Regions from separate parts of the Callithrix jacchus genome. Here region 1 is linked to region 2. A link is a contact called in public Hi-C data. All regions are on one chromosome and are shown on one strand. Each heading gives the region's core, a stretch centred on a gene start, on an enhancer-like site or on the middle of the called end of the contact. The rest is flanking DNA. Distances are from core to core; before and after follow the strand shown.

Region 1 (4,485 bases), core at 992-3,491, 81 kb after region 2:
AATTTCTGGTTTTTAAAAAGTTGATTAGTATTCCATTGTGTATGTGTACCACCCATTTGCCCATTGATGGGCACTTCAGTTGTTTCCATATTTTTGTTTGATAAGGGTCTGGTTCTGTTACTGAGACTGCAGTGCAGTGGTGTGATCTCGACTCACTGCCATCTCTGCCTCCTGGACTCAACTGATCCTCCTACCTCAGCATCCCAAGTAGGTGGGACTACAGGTACGCTCCACCATGCCGGGTTCATTTTTGTGTGTTTTTGTAGAGACAGGGCTTTGTCATGTTGCCCAGGCTGGTCTTAAACTCCTGAGCTCAAGCAATCTGCCTGCCTCTGCCTCCCAAAGTGCTGGGATTACAGGCATGAGCCACTGCGCCCAGCCATTCCTATAACTTGACTATTGTGAATAATGTTGCAACGAACACGTGCAGACATGTCTTCAACATACTGACTTTCATTCTTTTGCATATATACCCAGAAGTGGGGATTGCTGGATGGCATAGTAATCCTATTTTTTATTTTTTGAGGAGCCTCCATACTGTTTTCCAAAGTGGCTGTACTAATTTACACCACCACCAATGGTATACAAGTTCCAGTTCTCCACACCCTCACCAAGATTTGTTGATCTTTTTGATAGTATCCAATCTAACAGATGTGAGGCAATAGCTCGCTGTGGTTTTCATTTGCATTTTTCTGATCCTTAGAGATGTTGAGCGTTTACAAAATATATCTGTTAACCATTTGTATGTCTTCTTTTGAGAAATGTCTATTTAGAAACCAGGCAGAGTGTCAGACCAGCTAAATGGGAATAGAGGCAGGGTTTCAATCCCAGGAATGGGGAGAGGGGAAGAGGGGATGAAGGTCTGGATAACCAAGAAGTCTAGCTACGAAAATTGAGCAGTTTAATCTGGTGTATGTGATATATATGGGGGAGGGAGGAGATGGCAGGAACAGCATTGTTACCAGTTTCACATATCTGGCACTTAAAATGTCTTGTTTTATTTCAAGGGGAGGTATTTACCTAGCACCTGTAGGACTTTGGAAACCCTTGTCCAAATTTTGCTTTTCCCACTGCACCCAAGCAGGGCCCAGCAGACTACCCAATAATCCTTTGCAGTTTATAATTGGACCCGGTTGGTTCCCTGAATAAAGACTTTCCACAGTGCAGAATCTACATCCCCTTGGTCCTCCAACAATTTCTGTCATTCGGGGGGCCCCAGATTGCCCCCAGGGCAGAACCGTGAGATTCATGGGACATCTGAACTCTGCCCACAACACTTTTTAACCCGATGGCTACCCCTCTGACTCCGATGACCTTTCGGGGGTGGGGGAGGCAAAAAAACCACCCTTCCTTTCTCCTCGTTATCCCACCCTGTCACCTCCGTTTTCTACAAAACACATGTACTTTTGAAAAAAACGTCTTTCATCTGGGACATGTTTTCTTTACCCGAGCAAGTGTGTGTGAAGGGGCGGGAAGGGAAGGGGTACCAAAGTGCCCAGCCGCAAGAGCACCTACAAAAACAATCCCGCCCCGGGCGAGGCAGCGAGGGGAAATCGCACCAAGGAAGGTGACTCGCCACTCCCGGAGGCTGAGCCGCTAGCCCAGGGCAGTCCTGGGCGGTGACGGGGGCGGAGGGATGAAGGGAAAAGAGATGGAGGTGGGGGAAGGGCACGAGGAGGGGGAGGGGTTGGTCCCGAGCAATTCAATGGCGCTTTGATTTAACAACTCCAAGCCCTTTGAAAACATTTTGCCAAGAAAAGCTTGCCATCAACACGTATAATCTCTTATCAGAGGCCCCTGAAAGCCCGGGCCCCGGGGTTAATTCCCCCATCGCAATGAGTTTGAATCAGCTCTAAACCCGCAGTGACATGAAAGCGCCCGAGCCTAGGGCCGCACAGAGCCCACTGAGATCCGCCGACCGGGGAGGATTACGGGGCCTGTTCCGCGGCGGGCTCGCCGGCGGGACGGGCAGGCTCAAAAGAAAAAGAATAATTAGGGATAATTGCTTGTGTCCAAACACAAGCATTAAGGCCCCCTGTTCCCCTTTGGGACTTTGTGAGCCAGAATGAAAGAGACACCCCCTGTTTTGACAGCTGGACCAGCGGCCTGGATCGGTGACCGAGGGAGGAAGCGCTCCCGGCTGCTGGGAACGCGGCCGAGCCGGGCTGCGGGTGGGCATGGGACTGGCCCGGCCCAGCGCAGGCGGGGTTCACGCGTGGGTCCCCGCTTCGGCGACAGCCCTCTCTGAGCTAGGGAGTGTGCGGACTGCATCCCCGTCCCGCGCCTGCGAAAGCCCAGGGGCCTGGTGCGGGCTTTGGGCAGCTAAGGCCCGCGTCCTGCGCGCACATGGCTCTAGGACCGAAGGGCAAGCGCGGACCTGGCGCCCGCTGCGAGCCGCTGGGACGTCTGGGGCCGCGGAGCCCTGGTCGTGACACCCCTCCAGGTTCCACATCCGGCCGCCTGTGATCTCTTCAGCCCCACCAACACTCACAAGCGGGAATATCTGATCCCACCTCGTTCGGAGTGGGGCGGCCTGAGTTACAATTGGAGACACCCGAGTCCCAGGGTGGTCCCAGCCACATCCTCCCTTGAAGCTGAGGCCCAAGTAGGAGGCCTCCCCTAGTGACTCGGGAGTGACGGAAAATTAAACACAAAGGGGACAACGGCTTACTACACACCCGCTGAATCAGGTCTAGCCTACCGCCCCGCAATCCTTAGAGTGGCTTGCTGTTCGGGTTTGGGGCCAGGGCTTTCCTGAGAGGAGCTTGCACAGGCCAAGGCCTCCAACCTCCGGGGCCCAACTGCCTGGTGGCTTGGCTATTTGCCCTGTGTCATTCGGAGTCCAGGAATTCACAGTGCTTGAGGTGGCCAAGCCACTTTTTGAGAGATACCTGGGGGTGCAAAAGTTGGCAGTTGTCAGCGGGGTGTCAGCGGAATGCCAGCTCCTAAGCGGGGATGAGGAGGAGGGCAGAGAAGGTAGGAAACCTGAAGGAAATATGGGCTTCGAGACCACCCTGAACACCTGGACCACCCAGGCCGAGGCCTGGAACTGCCGAGCCTCGAGGCCAGCATGGCCAACCGGCCAGACAGTCCGGAAAGGGCAGTGAATCTTCCAGAAGCCCTATCTGGGAGGATACCGCCCTGTCTCTGGGCAGCGGCCTGAAGCCCAGCGGCGGGCAGAACCACCCGCGCGGCAACCCCAGATGTTCCACCAGCTCTCCCGCTGCCAAATATACATCATATGCGGGACTGGAGGAAGAGTGGGGAAGCGGCGCGGCGGACACGCGGGCATGAGTGATTAATTAAAGGGAAACCACATCCGACAAGAAAAGAGTTTTCTGAAAGGAGCACAGTCCAAGAGGAGCTCCCGACCCTGCAGCTGCAGCCCAGACGGATCCGCCAGCTGCCAGGCCCTCCCCACGCAGCACAGGACGCGCGCTGAGGCCTGTTGGTCTGCGGAGGGGACCTAGCTTTCAAAACCTGAGTGTTTTAAATAAAGCCCTTAAGTTAAGAGTTTTCCATTTTAACCCGGGTATGCGCAGGGAGGTAGGTGGGATGATCTCTGGTCCTCCCACGGGCGGCCGCAGACACTTGTGCTCTACTGGCTGCAGCCCGCAATGGTTGGAGAAAGTGCCCGCCCGCCTGGCTCGGAGGACGCCTAAGCTCTCCCGGGTTTCTGAGTCTATACAGCGGGAACCCAGGTTAGTAAGTAAAGCAAAGCCAGCTTGAGTTCACCAGACAAGACTGATGGAGACGAAGATTTGAGATCGAAAGTTTCAGACCTAGGCAAAGCTCAAACACGCCCATGTGTTTCTCTCCTTCCTCCCACCCTCATGATTCTGGGGAAAACCGATGACAGCAACATTGCCACCAAATAGAGAAAGAATGCTATTTATTGAACATCTATTTATTTTCATTTGACTTCTGATTGCCAGTGTTATTAAAATTCTCCCAGCTTATCAAGGATTAACATACAAAATAAAGTATATAATCGTAGGTGGATGTTTTGTTTGGGGTTTGTTTTGGTTTGGTTTTTTAAAATTGTAGATTCCTACTAATTTTCTTCACGAGAGGATAGTTGGGAACACTCTAAATGAGGAAAGACGTTGTGTTTCTCTGTCGTTTAAGGATGATCTATTTCAGCCTCCTTTTAGTTTAAAATTTAGGAAATCATAAAATGTGGGATTTGAAGTAGTGAACTGTTTCTTTGTGCAAAAATGGGTGATGCTATCTGAATCTGTGTACTGCAGCACACTTCTCACATTAGGTCTGAGGTTTGGAGGTAATCAATGCTTTATTTATTTGTCCTAGAAGACAGGGGGTGGGGAGGAGAATACTCTGATGACAGCAAGAGAGACCTTCCTACCCTTTTCCCGTGATTCCGCAATCGTCCCTCTTCTCTCTCCAGCTGCTTAATCAGCCTGCCCTAAAGAGAGGGCTTTGGTGTGGGGTTTTGGTTTTGTTTTGTTTTTGAGATTTAATACT
Region 2 (4,800 bases), core at 418-2,917:
TTATCAAAAGTCACCCAGCTGCACACTTAAAATGGGCATATTTTATTGTGTGTAAATTTCTCTCCATAATGTTGACTTTAAAACAAGAGTTAAAAACAATTAAAACAAGACCGTGGAGTATTAATTTGGATCTCTGAAAATGTCAGATTTTAAAAGATATGCACCAAATGGTTTAGTCATGGTTATTCCCAGGGAGTAGAATTTGTGGGCAAGGAATGAGAGGAATGTGTTCTGTTTTATTTACTGTATGCTCTTCTCGGAAATAGGTGTTGCCTTTGTAAGAAGAAGAAGGAAGAAGGAGGAAGAAGAAGAAGGAGGAAAGGAGGGGGAGAAGGAAGAATGAGGAAGAGGAGGAGGAAGGAGGAGGAGGAGGAAAGGAGGGGGAGAAGGAAGAAGGAGGAAGAGGAGGAGGAAGAAGGAGGAGGAGGAGGAAAGGAGGGGGAGAAGGAAGAAGGAGGAAGGAGGAAGAGGAGGAAGGAGGAGGAGGAGACAGTTTCATCTAAGATAATGGAACACTGAGAGAAGTTGAGGGAAGCCTCCCCAGTTCTTCGTGTGCTCACATTTATGGTGTGGGTTTAGCTGTGTGTGGTTATCATGTGGTTAAATCAACATCATGCTTTGTGCTTGCAAGAGGTAAACTGGAAGACGCCCCTGTGTGGAGGTTGTGGGCTCCTAATCTGAGCTGGGCTGTGTTTGCGGAGGCACACCTTCCCCAAGTGGAAAATCACAGGCAGCCAACAATTTAGCCCTGAGAATGGCTGTGGCAGCCCCATAAACCCTCCAGGAAGTGACCATCTTAGAGTAAGAGCTGCTGGGTCCCTAAAGAGCTTCACTGACTCTACAGAGATTCTGGTTCCCACCCCTTCCCTCCTAGGGTTCTTAGCGTTTCTTTTAAAAAGCGGTCCCATCTCAGCTGGGTGAAGGGGAATCCAGAACTTTTTTGGTTGTCTCATTTGTTTTGGCATCGAGTTTCAGAGAATAGGAGATTGTCTTTGGTGGCCAGACTTCGTGGTGACTGAAGGCATAAAAATGAGGAGCAAGGAGACAAGTCTGCTTACACAGACCTCCACCCCCATTCCACTCCTAAGCAGTGTTTATTTCTAGGATTTTCTGTGAAAAACGGGGCGCGGGGGTGGGAGTTAGGGTAGAGGCGCTTGGTTATAACCACATGTGCCCAACAGAAAACAGTAATTTAAAGATTAGCTTGCAGGGCAGCATGCCTTCCCACATGGCAAGAGGCAAGTCTGGCGGGCCTCTGGCTGCCGGGTGATTTGGAGAAGCCCCGGCCGCGCGCGCCTGTGCCTGGTAAGGGCTTGGGACTGACTGACCGGTCTGTGTTCAGCCGCTTCGGAAACAGAAACTTCCCTGGTGGCATGGGAAAGAAAACACCAATCTAATCCTGAAAGGGTAACTTTAAACCAAAGCCCGACCAAGAAAGAGAGTGGGAGAGAGACTGCCAACCAAGACGGGCCAGAAATAAAAGTCCCATTGTCCTTGCGGTACAGCTCACAGCCGCACCTCCCGTCCGCTTGGCCTGCGCTGCACCCTGACACCCGAGAGACAGCGCTCCAGTGGCAGGCGGCCTTCGTCTCGCGCGCTGCAGCCAGGGCTCACGCTGCATGGGGATGGCAGAGACTGGGAGGTCATGACACCGCACATCATGAAACAGGAATGCAGCTAACAGCAACCCCGTCAGAAAACAGGAATGATGTATCTGGGAGTGCTAGGTCAATGCGCGGAGGGCGGGGTGAGAAAAGGAGGGGAGCGGGGGAAGGGGAATCGTCCTAGCTCAGCTGCAGCTGAGGGCAGAGACCCTGCCTGCCTTCAGGAGTGAGACAGGTCCTAGGAGATTTTTTTAGTGGCTGCAGGCCAAACAGAGCCACTCAGAAAGGCTCTCCTCCAGCCAAAGTGCAGGCAGCCGCTCACCCTGGGGGCCGAGGCTGTCTGGGGAAGCCATTTGCTTAATAAAGATCCTTGAGGTTGGCGGGGTGACTCACGCCTGTAATTCCAGCACTCTGGGAGGCCAGGGCTGCAGGAAGATGGCTTGAGGCCAGGAGTTTGAGACCAGCCTGGGTCATTCAGCGGATTGTCTAATTTTTTGTAGAGACAAATCAAGCTACAAAAAATAAGAAAATTAGCTGAGTGTGGTGACTACTAGGTCTGTAGTCCTAGCTACTGGGGAGGCTGAGGCAGAAGGATCACTTGAGTCAGGAGGTAGAAGTTACAGTGAGCTATGATTGTGCCACTGTAACCCATCCTCGGCAATGCAGCAAGACTCTGTCTCCGTTAAAAAAAATTCCCTTGGAAGAACAAAAATCTTCAAAATACAAGTTTTTAAAAGAGTGGCTAGACCATTAACGGACTGGCAAAGTAGAAAGAGCCTGGGATCAAAGGCAGAGGCCATGGATTTTAGTCTCTGACTCTGGATCAGTCACCTGTCAGCTTTGGTTCTGACAGCAGTTACAGTGAAGAGGCTGGTCCTGCATTTGCCATCCCTTCTGGATCTGGCTTTCTGAGCTTCTCTGAGCAAGAACCTCCTAGATCCAGAGAAGGAGGTTTCCTCACCTGCCCCCTTCCCTCTGGTTATCTCATTCCCACCACTGCTTTTGGGAGATCTTTGAGGGTTCCGCCAGCTGGGAAATCACCCTGTTTTTTGAATGAAACCCATTAAAACCCAAAGCCTCAATCACTCAAACTGGATGAGTATAGAGGTGTGGAGCTTGGTGGCCTTGAAGGTTCTCAGTGCTGGGAAGGGTAGGTGCTGCCACCATGGTGACAAGGGGTCTGGGCATGCTGAAGACAGCTTAGAAGGCTTTGCAGGGTCACACCTGGATCCTCCCTCCGTACCGTCCACCAAAAGAGGAAAAGTAGAAGCTTTTCCCAAAACTTAAGAACATTCTAAAAACTGGTCCTTCCTTACAGATGGGCCGCATTCCCAGAGGACTGCTTAATCCTGGTGTGATTATGTATGTGTTAGCAGTTAGTATTGGCTAGCATTCAGGCAGGGGCTTTGGCCTCAGATTTGGCTGTAACTAGCTCTGTAGCCTCAGTAGAACCATGGCTCCTCTCTAGGTCTCAGTTTCCACATGTGTAAAGCGAAAGGCTGAGTGGGATGATCTCTAACAGCCTTTGAAGACATTCTGATTGGTGTGAATTATCCTTGGTACACCCTGCTCTGCCAGTCTCTCCTGTTTTTCCATCTTTGTCAAGGTGTACGGGCTGGGTTGGTGAGAAGTGATGGTGAGCTGAGGCCCTGGGTAGAACAGTCTGGAAGTACAACAGTGCTGGGGGATCTTGGACACCAGCAGTCCTTTGCTCTGCTGCATGCCCTTTACCAGTGGCACAGACAGGCAAATCGGAGGGCAGGGCTGGCTTCATGGAAGTGTGATCTTGGAAGGGTCCCACACTTAGTTTAACGTTCCAATGCTGCTGCCTTGAAATTTTAAAAAACCTTTTAACAAGGGGCCTGTATTTGCATTTTGCACTGGGCTCTGCAAATCATGTAGTCAGTCCCAAAAGGCAGCCCTGCCAGGGGACAGCTACTTGGATCAGGAGCCAGTGGGGACAGATCTGGTAAGGGTACAGTGCCACAGATTCCAGCTCCACAGACGACAGGGCAGGAGATCTATGGGGTGTGTGGACGTGGCTAAATATATGGATGTGCAAGCAGTTAACAGTGAAAATAAACTGGTAATTCTTAGGTAGGGAACTTTTTCTTAACAAAAAGCACAAACAAAATACATATATCAAATGTGGTCAGGCACACGTGTGTATGTGAACACACACACACACACACACACACACACATAGATACACACAGAATACCTTAAAATGGCCAGAGACTTTGAGCAATTTAAGATCAATAGTGAACCAACGCTGGATGTGGTAGCACACGCCTGTAATTTCTGTGCTTTTGGAGGTCAAGGTGGAAGGATCACTTGAGGCCAGGAATTCGAAACCAGCTTGGGCAACACAGCAAGACTACAAAAATTTTTAAAAAATTAGCTGGGCATGGTGGTCCTCTCCTGTAGTACCATCTACTTGGGAGGCTGAGGCAGAAGGATCCCTTGAGCCCAGGAGTTCAAGGTTGCAGTGAGCTATAATCATGCCACTACAGTCTAGCCTGGGCAACAGAGCATAACTCTGTCTCTAAAACTAAAGAACTAAATGTCAACTTACATATGTTCAAACTAAGCAAATTTCCCTAAATCAATTTATTGGAAGACTCTAATAAGATATTTCAACTTTTAAAAGTTTACAGAGGTGACTTAAACAGATTATGACGGAGAATCAGGGCATACCTCTGAGTCAGGACGGTCACATGCGCAGCAGTTTGTGCCTCGTCCATGATCTGATCAGAGAGTTTACATGTTCATTACTATCATTGTCTTTCAAAGGAGATACATGCTACATCTAATATCTGGATATTCACAGATACTTAATAAAAATATAGTTGTATTCTTCTTTGTGTTTTTCACAGAAATATTAGTGTCTTTCACAGAGATGCTAGTGTGACTGGCATTGACTTTGTTAAATAAATATTTATTTAATGAATACTCATTAACAAGAAGACAGGATTTTTTCTTACCAACTATAACACATCTAATTAAGGAAGAGGAAAGTATATTTAGCTTTGCAAGAATATACTTTTCATGGATTCATAGAACCTTAAACAACAAAGACTCTTGGCTATTACCTAGTCCAACCCTCTCATTTGATAATTAGAAAACTGAGGCTCAAAGAGTCCAAATAAGTTATTTGAGGTCACATAGCTAATCTGTACCAGAACCCAGCTCTTCT

What was found. Hi-C and Micro-C count contacts between places; a contact is called where the count stands out from the background.
Region 1: a contact with region 2 is called in a Hi-C map of induced pluripotent stem cells, with 2.8 times the contacts expected there. The contact joins two enhancer-like sites. A contact is called at or near these places in 2 of 3 Hi-C or Micro-C datasets (induced pluripotent stem cells and skeletal muscle).

What each region holds. Positions count from the first base shown.
Region 1 is chr2:137,859,855-137,864,339 of calJac240_pri, forward strand. The region is part of intron 1 of LOC118151628 (a long non-coding RNA gene); the gene reads right to left. Among named protein-coding and RNA genes, the nearest start is that of TMEM174, 68 kb to the right of the region's middle. Within about 2 kb of position 2,242, at least 2 of the 16 cell types and tissues checked have an H3K27ac peak or open chromatin away from gene starts, as enhancers often do.
Region 2 is chr2:137,779,859-137,784,658 of calJac240_pri, forward strand. The region is part of intron 4 of LOC118151628 (a long non-coding RNA gene); the gene reads right to left. Among named protein-coding and RNA genes, the nearest start is that of FOXD1, 140 kb to the left of the region's middle. Within about 2 kb of position 1,668, at least 2 of the 16 cell types and tissues checked have an H3K27ac peak or open chromatin away from gene starts, as enhancers often do.